3 separate regions of the Anas platyrhynchos genome follow, and all the other regions are linked to region 3. The links are chromatin contacts, called in public Hi-C maps. All regions are on one chromosome and are shown on one strand. The core of a region is the stretch at or near the end of the contact, and the rest is flanking DNA. Distances in the headings are between cores, read along the strand shown. Region 1 overlaps TTC7A (tetratricopeptide repeat domain 7A). Region 2 overlaps TTC7A (tetratricopeptide repeat domain 7A). Region 3 has its middle 45 kb from the start of PPP1CB.

The links. A called contact is a pair of places that touch in the nucleus more often than the background predicts.
Region 1: a contact with region 3 is called in a Hi-C map of subcutaneous adipose tissue, with 4 times the contacts expected there. The contact joins two enhancer-like sites. A contact is called at or near these places in 3 of 8 Hi-C or Micro-C datasets (skeletal muscle and subcutaneous adipose tissue).
Region 2: a Hi-C map of subcutaneous adipose tissue shows a contact between it and region 3, with 4 times the contacts expected there. The contact joins two enhancer-like sites. A contact is called at or near these places in 2 of 8 Hi-C or Micro-C datasets (liver and subcutaneous adipose tissue).

The regions. Positions count from the first base shown.
Region 1 is chr3:38,924,125-38,928,396 of IASCAAS_PekinDuck_T2T, forward strand. TTC7A (tetratricopeptide repeat domain 7A) reads right to left here. Exons shown (of 20, transcript XM_027454067.3): 9 at 2,783-2,920; 10 at 2,304-2,387. Among named protein-coding and RNA genes, the nearest start is that of TTC7A, 42 kb to the right of the region's middle. Within about 2 kb of position 2,822, at least 1 of the 8 cell types and tissues checked has an H3K27ac peak or open chromatin away from gene starts, as enhancers often do. A contact at or near this core is called in subcutaneous adipose tissue, where this site is marked.
Region 2 is chr3:38,945,476-38,949,816 of IASCAAS_PekinDuck_T2T, forward strand. TTC7A (tetratricopeptide repeat domain 7A) reads right to left here. Exons shown (of 20, transcript XM_027454067.3): 5 at 2,641-2,762. Among named protein-coding and RNA genes, the nearest start is that of TTC7A, 21 kb to the right of the region's middle. Within about 2 kb of position 2,701, at least 3 of the 8 cell types and tissues checked have an H3K27ac peak or open chromatin away from gene starts, as enhancers often do. A contact at or near this core is called in subcutaneous adipose tissue, where this site is marked.
Region 3 is chr3:38,701,329-38,705,595 of IASCAAS_PekinDuck_T2T, forward strand. No RefSeq gene overlaps it. Among named protein-coding and RNA genes, the nearest start is that of PPP1CB, 45 kb to the left of the region's middle. Within about 2 kb of position 1,578, at least 2 of the 8 cell types and tissues checked have an H3K27ac peak or open chromatin away from gene starts, as enhancers often do. A contact at or near this core is called in subcutaneous adipose tissue, where this site is marked.

The DNA.
Region 1 (4,272 bases), core at 1,572-4,071, 220 kb after region 3:
CAAATACATGACATACTTGAAGATCTTAAAAGTTGGGACAGTTGTAGAGTATAGATACTCATGTTGCTCATTTTTAAGTACCAAATATACAGTAACCTCTAGGGGAAGCTGAAGAGATACATACACACTTAAGGAGGACAGATTTCTCACGCAAATTGTTAGAAGGTGAAGATGGTGCCCTATTTCTCTCTTCCATTCCAACTTAAGATCGAACCCCAGTTACTCTGGATACACTGCCAACCATCAGCAGCTAATCTGTTGGGAAGCAGTTCTAGATTTTGCCAGGGTTACATCATGATTTGCTGTCAAGAAACAGGTTACACAACCTGTAAAGCCACTAAACCTTCTGGACAAGTGAAATGAATTTATGGGAAGCTACTGTACCTCCCATCGCTGCCTATGTAGTCATTGTTGCCCTGAATATCAAGAGATCAGGTATCCGGAGGATTTGCAAAGGCAGGGAGGGCAGCTACGTGCTAACTCCAGCTGAATGCCAAGGGGAGCTGGGCCCGATTTCCAAAGCCCTCACCTGACATAGGCCAGCGCGAGGTATTAGCACCAAGGCAACAGGCTCACTGTTCAAGTATTCTTCCAGCTGCTTCGGGTTTCCCTACACATAACTGAGAGTCCAGCCATTGTTTTCATATCTGGAATTGGATTTTGAAATGCTTGTACTGAACTCCTACAGGAATCTGTCAGCCTCCCTCCCATTAAACATTTCCCTCCAGCCCCCCACTGTTCTTTTATCTAATATACTTTATCAGAGTTTTGATGTCTCCTTCTGCTTATAACAGCCCGAGCTGATTTATGAGATAACTGTGGAATCCCAGTACAGAGTCAGAGCTTGCTGGGTCCCACCGAGTCCAGCTCCAGTACCTTACAACGTGGTCATGGCTGACTGGTATTTGTCTGTGGTGTTCCACAGATCCCCAGTGACGCAAGCTCTACACGAATCTCCACAGGCAGTCTTCTTCTAGCATACTGATATCCTTTTTTTTTTTTTTTTGCCTCCTAATTGGAAACATAAACTTGGGTTGCTGCAACTGGAAGACATTATGTCTTGTCCTACCCACCACAGACAAGAGGAAACCCTTCTTCTTTGCAACAGCTCGTGAACATTTCTTTCTCTTCAAACCCCATTCCCAACCTTTATGGGAACTTCTTTTTTTCCTGGTCTTTCCGGAGCCCTATTTACTATGCCCTTAACCATCCTTGATGATCTTTACTAGACTGTCTTGTTGGTCTGCTATTTTCTTAACATGTATCACCCAAAAACAGTCTTCTGTATAAGGCTTTGTGCTCATAAAAATAAAGGAACACCTTCAGACATCATCTGAGCTTTACTGCCACTTATACCCCACAGGAGGGCAACTTCTTTACAAAAGCTTAACACTGCTTATTCATCTCGAGGTTTCACCCCAAAGCCAGTTTCCAGTTCAAGTTATAGCCATAAAAGGCCAATAGTGGTCATCATTTAACTGATGATAAATGGTTGGTGATCTCTGTCTAATTTTACTCAGACCCCCTACACTCCACGGTCACAGAATATAGGACCATGCTGTAGGCAGTCTGCTACAGCTTTAATCTGCTCACAGCTCCTAAAAGATGTAGGTGGGGATCCCCACCATGAACAAGCTAAATTTATCATCTACTTTTCCTGCGGGAAGTCTCCTCTTTTAAGCCTAATAAAGAAAAGCTCAGCTATCTTTTGCAACTAGACTTCAGGCATCTCAGTGGTCTACTGAGAACTTTCACAAACACTGTATTAATTTTAAAAAATGGTGTTAAAACACAACCGCATGCATTCACATATCCTTTGTTTTTCTACATTATCTGCTGTACCAAGATTAAAGCACTTCAAAAATACAAATCTTCACAAGCTGTCTATGAAAAAGCACAAACATTTCCTTGGATCAGATGGAGAATCACAGCTTAGAGAGAGGTTAAGTCAACTGCCCAAAGACACAGAATTGCTGACAGTTTGGGACATCAGTATCTTTCTTATGCTACACATATTTATGTTGAATCTGCATAGTATGGACAGCTAGATAACACTTTTCAATCCACAGCCATACACAAAATATGTTTTCTCCTTAATAATGAAGAGCAAGCACTACATGGCAAGATAAGTACACAATACCTCATCATGAAGAACAATCAAATGTGAGCACTGTCCTTCTACATAAGTTGTCTGGTGGGACCTACCACCACAAAACACGTCTGCACACACTGAAAATGGTAAGCGAGACACATTCTGCCAGAGGAAAGTGTGCCCTTTCAGAGTCCTTTAGTTTGAACTTTACCTTTCCACAAGCCACCATGGACAGGGCAAGCTGGTACCAAAGGTGAAATTCATCAAATGCAAACTTCATGGCTCTCTCCAAGCACTGCAAAATAAACATCGGAAGAAATGTCAGGAATTGTTTTTGATATCCTTTGTCAATACTGCTGTTTGGCATGGCTCAGTAAGCAAATTAGGGCAGATGCCTTGTTGTGGAGCAAATATGTGTTTTTTTTTTAAATGACAATTTTCTTCCTCTTAGTTAATGGGGCCTGCTACCATACGATACCACTTTAAATTAGGGCTGCTTTATTCAAGAGCCTACATATGAATTAGCTTAAAGTCTCAAACAGTTCTGACCTGTGCTGCCACAGGCCTGTAGCTGTTTCTACTAATTGCTAGCTAGCGTGCTTCACCTCCCTGACCAACAGCCAACAGTTACTGAAAGGCAGGTTTTGTTTGCACATTTCAGATGGAAGTCGAGCCAGAAGACAGAGGTACCTCAGAAAGCATGACATACTGCCCTCTTCTGCCCAGTGTGATGCTGAGAAGGTCGTAGACTGCAGAAGCATCCCGGAGGCTGACAGCCCGGTCATCCTGCTGGTCAGGGGCACGGCTGATCACTGCGTCCCGGTTTGCCTGGGGACAGACACAAACATAGCATCAGACCTCAGCAGAGCAAGGAAACAAAACAAGACAACACAACTCCTCCACAGGAAGCTCTACCCATCACCCATGGTACATTGTTTATAATTGTCTCAAGATTTTATTTATTTTGTTTTTGTTGTTTTGTTTTTTAAATTAAAAATATTCCCAGGTCAGCAAGGTGTTTCCATACAGAAGTAGACTACTTTTTTTTTATCCACAGAAAGCAAACTCAAGAAGACAGCTGTACGTACAGAACAGACCTGCTGGGAATACTTCATCTGGATTTTTTTTTCAGAATCAGAACATTAGGGAACTGACCTAACAGATCAGATTCCCCAAGACGTCAAAATACAAACTATCCTTAATCCATGTTCTTTATTACTTCAATTAGCTGCAACTGTGATAAAATAACAACCATGGAAGCAGCTGTCCTCTGTGCCTGCAACTGTTTTCTTCTCAATACCGTACGTTTCTCTTATTCTTTTCTGCTACTCACTTTTTATTTTTTAATTTGAGCAGGTTGCCTGAGTAATCATATTTGCCATCAATTTAATGCAATTAGAAGCCTGGGCAATGCAATACCAAATAATTATTTGGAAAATATCTTATTTTGTAAGTATTAATTTTGCATAATCTATCAGTTCATTGCTCAGCTTAGATACATTTAAAAGAAACATTACTTTTGACAGAAAATGATCAGTCTAGCAGCTTGCTAGGATGTTGCAAAATACCACATCCCACAGACTGAGATTTACCTCAAGATCCCAGCCTCTGTTTTCTGAGGACAAAGAGGGAAATCTTGAACCCAGAATGAAAAGAAAATTCCCTCTGGTTTCTGAACACGACTGCCTAACCTCTGAGAAAGGCAATACTGTATGCTGCTGAGCACAGCGGCATACACTGATCACAGATACACCGCCCTGGGCTCCTCAGCTGGACGAGGTGCAATGTAGGACATTCAGGTCTGACATCTAAGAGATCAGAAAAATTAGGAGACTGCAAACAGTTTCACCTGGGGCAAAAACAAACAAGATGTTTTCTCTCTAAAGCAGGGACGCTACGAAATTTATTTTATAATACTCACTACTATAATCTTCCATCTATTTCTTTTTAATTGCAGGGAGCTTTTTTTCCTAAAAAGGTTAAACACTGGAATTAAGTGTAATAAAAATTTCCAGAATATGCAGCTCTACAGCCCACGCATATTTCAGGATGATTAAGCTGCAACTGTTTCATCATGATATTATCTGTGCAATACCCAGTTCCAAGCATTCTTCATCACAGCTGAGACAGCAAACACAATTACTGCCAACCAACCCAATCACAACCAAGAGCTAATGGCA
Region 2 (4,341 bases), core at 1,451-3,950, 250 kb after region 3:
TCACAGAGAAGTCACTCAGAAAATCAGAAGCAAACGCTAACATGAAAGGCAACAGGCTGCATACTACAGTACAACGTCTGCCTGCCTATCTTCTGTATCCACAGCATCAACGCCGAACAAACAGAAGAAAGCTTCCTCGGGATGCAGAAGGGCAAACTGCAGAAGTGTGCTTTCAGCAACGCAGTGTTGTTTAAGTAAATATCTCTTAACAGCATCGAGGCTGGCACAGCTGCAGAACTTGCTGGTCCTTACAGCACGCACCTTTGCTTTGTAGGGGTGCGCATGAGCGAGGGAGGTGCCTTCTTTTCAGCACCACACACTACAAGAGGGAAGGGCATCCCTGATCATACTCCAGGATGTTGGCAGCAGGAACAAACACAAGCAGGACAACACCTCTCCCATCTCTCAGCTCACCTGGCCGAGGAGACGTCAGCCCTCCTAAAGGAAATAAAGCATTTGCTATTCATTCTCTACACAAGGGCCACTGGGAAAGGACCTCCTTTCCTAGGACCTATCCCCCATCAGCCTGGGAGATCAAAGGCCTATTTCCTACTTGGACAAGCTGAAACCAACAACATTTCTTTGAGCCTCTGGATATTGGGTGGAGAGATTCATTACATACAGGAAAAACCTTCTCCCCTCACCCAACCCCCCTTCCTTAATACATCCCAATGCTGCTTATGCCCTCTCGTGGCAGAAAATGCACACTAACACAAGCAGAAGGTACAGAAACAATCTGGGGATTCCTGTTTGTCTTATTTTCCCATTGGCCCTTTAATTTCACTGGATCTTGCCTCTGATTTGCACTGACGAAGTGCAAAGCAAATGGAGCTTTGTTCCTGCCACAGCCAAACCAGCTCCAAGGCTGTTCTTCCATCAGGAGACAGCCACAGAGAACATTTCGCTGCTCGTGCAGCAATTCAGCTTATAATCAAAGCAGTTCTTGATTCACACACATATTTTGTTTCCAAATTGTTTTCTAGAAGTTTTTTTTTTTTTAAAGGCTATCATTAAAATAACGTGGGAAGGGAGCAAGTAGGGCTCCCAGTAACAGCTGAAACAACCCACTGGATATACTGAACTGATGAATACTGAATTTAAAATGCTGCTGAATAAAAGGAACACGAGTGAGTTCGTTATTCAAAAGGTGCCTAGAGGACATCAGTGCCATATGTTCTAAATGAGATTTTATTTTATTACATAGTTAATGAGCTTACTGGCAAGACCTGAGCTTTTGTTCGCCACCAAACCAGTAAAGGACTAATAAAGCCTACTCTTTGTGCTACAGCTGGACAACCACCACCTCACATGGGAAAACCACGTACCTCTCCCAGATTACTGAGATGATGCTAAGACTATGCCTTATACTTATAACCTCGTACTTCTTTACACATAGACTCATACTCAGTTGACTACACGGGTCATTCCATGACATCTGGGCTTGTGAATAAAGCCTTTGGGTTAAACAAGACTTACCTGAAGGCACCTACCATGGACATGCTTGCAAGTACAACTTCACTGTACATGCAGGTTTTTAACCCTGACTTCACATGAAACAATGTAGAACACCAAGGATACTCATAGTATAGGATATTCATATCACAGCTGCATTTAAATAGTTACTGGGGGAAAAAATGTAAGAAAAACCTGAACAGAAACTGTCCTTCCTCAAACAGAGAGGAGAGGTATCTTTTTTTTTTTCTACAGAAGAATCGAAGCTGTTTTTTTGTTTTGTTTTTTTTTTTTTTTTTTTTTTTTTTTTTTTTTTTTTTTTTTTTGCTATTTCCCTCCCTAGTTTTCTTTCTCTTCCTTCTTCACATATTTTTTATTTTCCTCTTCCTTCTCCATTCCACTCTTCCTTCAGAGTGAAGAAAAGGAGATAAAATTTCTTTAGGAGTGAAGGTAAAAAAAAAAAACAAAAAAACACAACCAAGATGAAATACTTTGAAAAGGTGGTTTGCTTAAGGAAGTTTAAAGAAGTTTGACCAGTGATACTACACAGAGCAGTGAGAAATTCAGTATGTGATTCCTTAAAAACAAATGTGATAATATGCTACAAACACAGGAGCAGGGAAGGAAGAACTCTTACAAGTGTTGTTTACAAGTGGTGAACAGATTGTCCCCACATGGCAATCCTCCCATCAAGTAAATGGAGTTTGAAGATACTGCCTATTTTAGGGGTCACCATGCCCTCTTCTACAGCTTTGGAGGGTGGGCACTGTCTCTGGTAAAACCACACAGAATTGGGGTTTTGATCAGGACATTAAGACCTTAAAAAAATAAAAAGAAACAACCCTTAAGACTTGACTGAGCTCTAAACCAGGTCTTGTGGCTGAGCATCTAAAAAAAACTCAGCAGTGTTTAAATTCCACTCACTCTCTATGGTCAGACTCCCCTCATCTCCACAGGGAGCAAAGCTGAGTCAAGACAACAAAACTGTTCTACTCCACCCTACTTGTGGGTCCGGAAAACTGAGAATTAGGATAGGGTGTGGGGAAGGGAGACCACAAAGAAAACCTGAAGCGAGCCAGCAGCAGAAAAAAAAAGTCACAACAGAACATATGAAGAAAGAAGCTTTCATCTGTTCTGAGACAAAACATGCAGTACTATCTATTTTTATTAACATCTGCATCCACCTACCCCTTCTTTAAATGAGTCACGTAGGCACTCTGTAGAGCTGCTTCCAGGAAGTAGGACAGTTCAAACTCAGAGTACGTCATGTTGCTGCCCTTTATACTCCTTGAATGTGTGCTGTTTAAGGTCTGCAAGGAAAGAAACCAGTGGGATTACAGACAACTCTTTGAACGAGCCATTTCCTCATGAGCCAGAGATATTGCCAGTAACAAAATGTTACTGTCTTCAACCTTCAGATTCCTCCTCAGAGGACTTGAAATCTTACTTTCATCAGCTATTCAAAAAACCTTCCGAAGTCAACTTTAAAATGAACTATACAGTGACTTCCATGAAACATCCCGTGTGCAATGTGAGTTTTGAAGCACCACCCCTTACTACTTTACACTTTTAATAAAGTGGAAAGCTACACATTAATATCGAGGGCTTCAGAAATATTACTCCAACCACACAGATCCAGCAGCTTGCACAGAAATATAAACACAATGTTTAAGTGAGTATATCCAGCTTAATATAATGTAAATATTTGTAAGAGTTAGTAAACTCTAAGGAGTATCAATGGAAGAATTTTAGTCTTTGCTCTTCTAGCCTTACCAAACCCCTCTTGCTTTGGCTTCCTTAGAAACTGTCTCTTCCAGTAGGGCTAACAAACAGCTTTCATTGCTGTAAGCTGCACTATGTAGACGCTCCAAAACAGGAATGAAAAGGACCTATGGACTTTGAGTATATGAATCCTGCATCCCTCTGAGTCCAGAAGATGAATGAATTGATATTCAAACTCTTTTTCTTCTTGGCATACACAAATTGTCAGTAAAAACATTTACAGTGCCCAGTACTGGCAGGAACTGGTCCTTCTGCAAGGAGAGGGCAGTACTTAATTTTAAATATAAAGACAAGTAGCTTTTTCCTTACAAAAAACAGACCAAATAAATTGTTATCTGGCTTTCCTCATGGATTTTTGTGTGCGTCCCAAGCTTATTTTTCTTGTTTTAATGCAATTTAAAATAAAATCTGGAACAAACACACCGTTGCCACTGAGAAGAGCAGAAATATCAGGTCAGAGGGTAAAAGGCAGTTAAGTTACAGAACAATAGGCAACATTCATTGCCTCAGTGATGCTCGTGTCAAGCATAATGCGTGGCAGAGGACAGGGTGTGAAAACTTACGGTGTGCCCCTGCTAAATGCAAGCAGGCAAAGCAGCAGATACAGAGATCTCTAAGCATGTGCCCAGTAAATCAGTGGCATGGATTACAGCTCAGTGCAGAGCTCACAGTACCCAGCATCCTAGCCAACCACTGACTAAGCAGTTAATTGATACTGATCCAGGTTCCTCCAGTTTCACCTGGAAAAGGCGAAGCACGAGCAATTAAACTGCTATCGTCGACCCAAAAGGTTACTTTGAGCTCATGAGGGATCTCGATATCCAGTGCTGTGTATCACTTACATTGCAGATACGTAAAACATCTCGGGTTCCTTCATGGTGGTGCTTGCTATGCAAAGCCTGTCATCCCTCCTTAGTAAGAGCTAAACTTGAGATAAAGACTCAAGCATATCTGAAGTATTCAAAGCTTTACCGCAGGCAAAACTGGTTTCCACACGTCATGCTCAGAAGAAACTGGCAGAGACCAGATAAACAGCTGTTTTGCAACTGCTTATACTGAAAAACTCAGCCCACAGAAATGCTAAGGCACTTCATTCTTTCAGGCTTG
Region 3 (4,267 bases), core at 328-2,827:
CACACACGCGTGTTTCTAAGATAAATTTTCCATGTTTTGGTAGTGCTCTCATCACTGTGATGTCTGTTTTATTTCATGGAGAAAAAAATCAAGTAGCTGCATCTTGTTTATTACCACTAAATATAACTTCTATTCTACAGCAAGTGCTTTTGTTTGCATGAACAGTGAACCAAGGGGAAAAAAACAAAAACAACCAACCAAACAAAAAACCACAATATATCTTAGCCAGCTTCAGTAATCTAGTCTTGGTAGTGTTTAAGTAGTGAAGGGAAAGAACACAGAAGAAAATGGATGGAAGTAAATGTTCAAGTTTTGCTATGTGAGTCTGTAACTCTTAAAGCTTTGTAACTTAAGGAGATTTTTAAGGAACAGGAAATACTGCAAAGAAGAGAACAGAAAGGAATTGCTCATATGGGGTCAACTTGCAAATAGACATCATTATTGCATCGTAACCAGCATCCATCCTTATCTATAACCAAAGTAATATTGCTGTCATGTTTTGAGTAGTGAATTCTACTGTAAGTTCTTGCGGCCAGGATTTTTTCTTTTTATCTGTATAAACCTCTTTACGTGAAGTTTTGTCTGGACAATGTAACTGCTGTGGAAGTTTGGTATGGTTTTGGTGCTGTGGTGACTGCGTAGTGCAAAAAAGGCACTACGTGTGTGTGTTAGTCCTATCTTGCTTGGTACTTCCTTCTCAGAAGTTTTATAAACATGTTACAGCAGAGGGCAGTAGGAACCTACCTCTGCTAGAAGTTGTTTTGTATCACAAGCATGTCAGTACGTGTTTTTCCCCTCCGCTCCTCGTCCCTGCTATGATGATATTCAAAGGCTAGATAAAGCTGATAGAGGGGAGTTACCACAGATGAGTGTGAGGTGTGTGCTCGTGGATACATTTCTAGCCATAGAACTGATTCTGTAGATTTGATATGTGCTCTGAGGGATTCGGGCCCAGGCTGATGGCTGTAACTGGGTAATTTCTACCTCCATTCAGAATCCTGTAGCAGCTGAAGGGAAACGATGTGCCGAACTGCATGGCTTACCCTGAAGCATGTTTCCCTGCTAGTTGCTGAAGTCTTTTAATCCATTACTCAAATACTTGCCTTTAATTTCCCTGTATAATATCTAGGGTCAAAAGCACATGCATTTAGAGAAGCAAAAGACGATGCTGCAAGGCATCTTCAGCTGGGAACCGCTCAGATCCATCAGGTGATGTCAGCAGTGCCAGGATTACCTCCGCGCTGTGCATCTCCTCTCCACTTGCTCTCAGCATCTTCGCTTGGGTTTGGCTGTCATTGCCTCCCGTCGGTTCAAATTAGTGTTCCAGTACTGAAAGCCACCTCAGTAGGTTTGGGGGTTTCCCTCCCGTCCTGTTTTCATTTCATGGTGGGGGATATGCGCGTACGCCCTCTTCTCTGGCTCCGTGGGCTTGTGTCTTGGCAGCGCACGCATGCATGGTCGTCTCTGAGCCTAGCGCCGGTTTGCAGCTGAGATCAGCAGCGGCTTTGGAACTTGCTCCCTCTCCTTCGACTGGAAGTAGCCTGGGTCTGCTGAGCTTCCAGAGAACATTGCACAGCTCAGCTTTCCCCCGCCCCCGGCTCCTCCAGGCGTGCGAGAGTGTGCGCGTGGGAAGGAGGGAGTTGTCATTGTGAAGAATTGTTCAGAAGTGGGGGATTTACTCACTTCCTGGTTTGCTGGTGAGGATCTGTCTTATGCTTTGCTACACCTAGGATGTATTTTTTTCAACTTTTGTTTCTGATAACTGTAGTATGTGTACAGATGGACTTACTGAAAAATACCACCAATGGCATGGACTGCATAGGGGTGCTATGGAAATGGCTGTCTATAGAAATTCTTAGCTCTTGCAGTTACTCACATTTGTTAAACTGAGATGCTACTGGGTAGGCTGGTTTATTTTTTTGCCCTTTTCCTTCCTTTGCTTGTGTTATACTTGTAAAATAATCTTTGAATCTGGGACCCACATACCAGAATGATCCGCAAAGTGGGTTGCTTCTGAGACCAAACCCAGTCCCATCTGCAAAAGGATAAAGGCGCAGGCTCCTCTTTGTATGGTTGCTCAGAGCTATTCAAGGATGGAAAATGTGAGAAGTAAGAGGTGAGCTGCAGCTTCCAAAAAAAAAAAAAAAAAAACAAAATCCAGCCAACCATGTATCTTGTTCTGGTGTTCTTCTTTCCCTGTTACTGAGATCAGGCGCACACCAGATGAAGTCCCATTTTGGGTAGATGACTGTCTTGTGAGAAGAGCACCAAGAGAGGAGTCAGGGAAATTAATTATTAAAGGCTTCTACTTTGATAATGCCTGTAGCTTGTCGTGTAGCATTGTCATTAGTCTAGCACTGCATAATTGCCACTCTATGTTCAGCAGACCCCTTTGTGCCATGCTATTCTGCCACAGGGGCACCAGGGCACACTTGAAGGCCTGTCTGCCTGCTTCTCTGAGAGTTGTGCCAAGGACACCCTAATACAGGGGCTGTGCACAGAATATGCACCTCTCTAGTCTGTTTTCAAAGCTAAACATCTCTACAAAATTCCTTTTAGAAACCAGTTTCAGTGTGCATAGCTATAAAGATTAACCATAAAGATTATCCATAGTTTAACCAAACTAGGCTAAAGAAAGCCCCCAAACTGACCACTTGACCAACTAGTGACGTGATTGCAAAATAGGAAGTAACTTAGTGATTGTTCCCTTAAAACATAAACATGTGGACAGACAAGTGTGTACTGAAGATATATTTAAGCCCAGATTTCATACTTGGACCTGAGGCAACAGCAAATGGCATAGTACAGACATGTACAGTTTTAAGAATTCCTTAAAAATGCTTTGTTTGGTATGTTATCGCTGTTTCACCATGAAATGTGAAGAATGCAAGTTGAAACGAACCTCTGTTCTCAGCCCAGCCTGTTGGGCAGATGGGTATCAAAAAGCTATTTTCTTCTTTGGGGCATCAGAAAACTGAATGATTCATCCTGTAAAACGTACTGGGGCTGTGAAGACAAAAAACACAGATGATTAAAGGGAATTTTTGCATTTAAATCTGGACATGCTGCTTTGTCAATGTAGGTATTTTTGTGTGTTGAATATTTGAACTGGCTCTGGTTCTTGTTTTTAGGGGAGACAAGAATCACTAAGGCTGTGGGGGAGAAGCTAAACCGCATAACTCTCATCTAATTCAGAGCACTGCATATGCTGTGTGGTACCCAGTAAGGTAATTCTTCTCTCATGAAGTCATGGTGCAGTGGTACCTTGCTTACCATGTTCAAGTAAATGCCACTTACTAGCAGAAAACAGTGAAAATAATCAGCTGCTCAAAGGGCAAGAGCAAAATTACTGAAGAAAGAATTGAAATTTTTTTAGGCACACAGGCTTGGTGCTGCAAGTTGCTGATTGAGTGAAATGGACGCGTTTCATGTGAGCGGATGCTTTTTTTTTTTTAAATTTAAAGGAAAGCTTTTGAAGCTTTTTTTTAATTTGACAAGCCGAAAGCATTTCATTCCAATTATAATTGAACATGTTTTCATACAATGTAAGTCTTAACAAAACACTTCGAAAGGTAATATCAGTATTTTGTTTTGTCTTTGTGTTTTAATTGTAAAGCAAATTGAGTGTTTTCTTCTAGAGAGGGCTGAAAGTCTATTTTGAAGTGACTGCTACTTGAAGTTGGTCAATATCTTACGCAGGTGTGAGGTTAGCACCCTGCATAGTTTGGAGGGATTGGACTGCAGGAGCAAGAATATAGAAAAAATATATATATTCACCCTGAGGTGTCACCCTGCACAGCCTGCCTAGTCTAACCTTGCTCAGATGTTTAACAGATAGGTGCTTTAATGTGCTTAACTGACGCTGATTTGGAACCAGAAGCTTGTTGGAAATGTTGAAAATCCTAGCATTGGGTCTTGGGACTCCATTATCATTGGAATCCCCCATATTATGGAAGTCCTGACTTTTGATAAGTTCTTATTGATACGGAAATTTGAGGAAAGAATCAAGAAGGATTCAAGAAGTATGGGACTGATCCAAACGGGGGGAAAAACTTAACAGTGGAGCACCCCACAGTTGAGGACCAGATAATATGATGGTGTTAGCTTCATTATACATGCTTAGAATACAGTAACGTAGAGAAAATGATCCTATCCTTACAAAAGGAGAGAGGTGCTACATTACCTGATAGTCTCCTGGTTTCCAGTGTCTGAGATCCACAGTCAGTCCTCTTCAGGCTGGTAGGTGGTGAAATAGGATGGGAGAAGC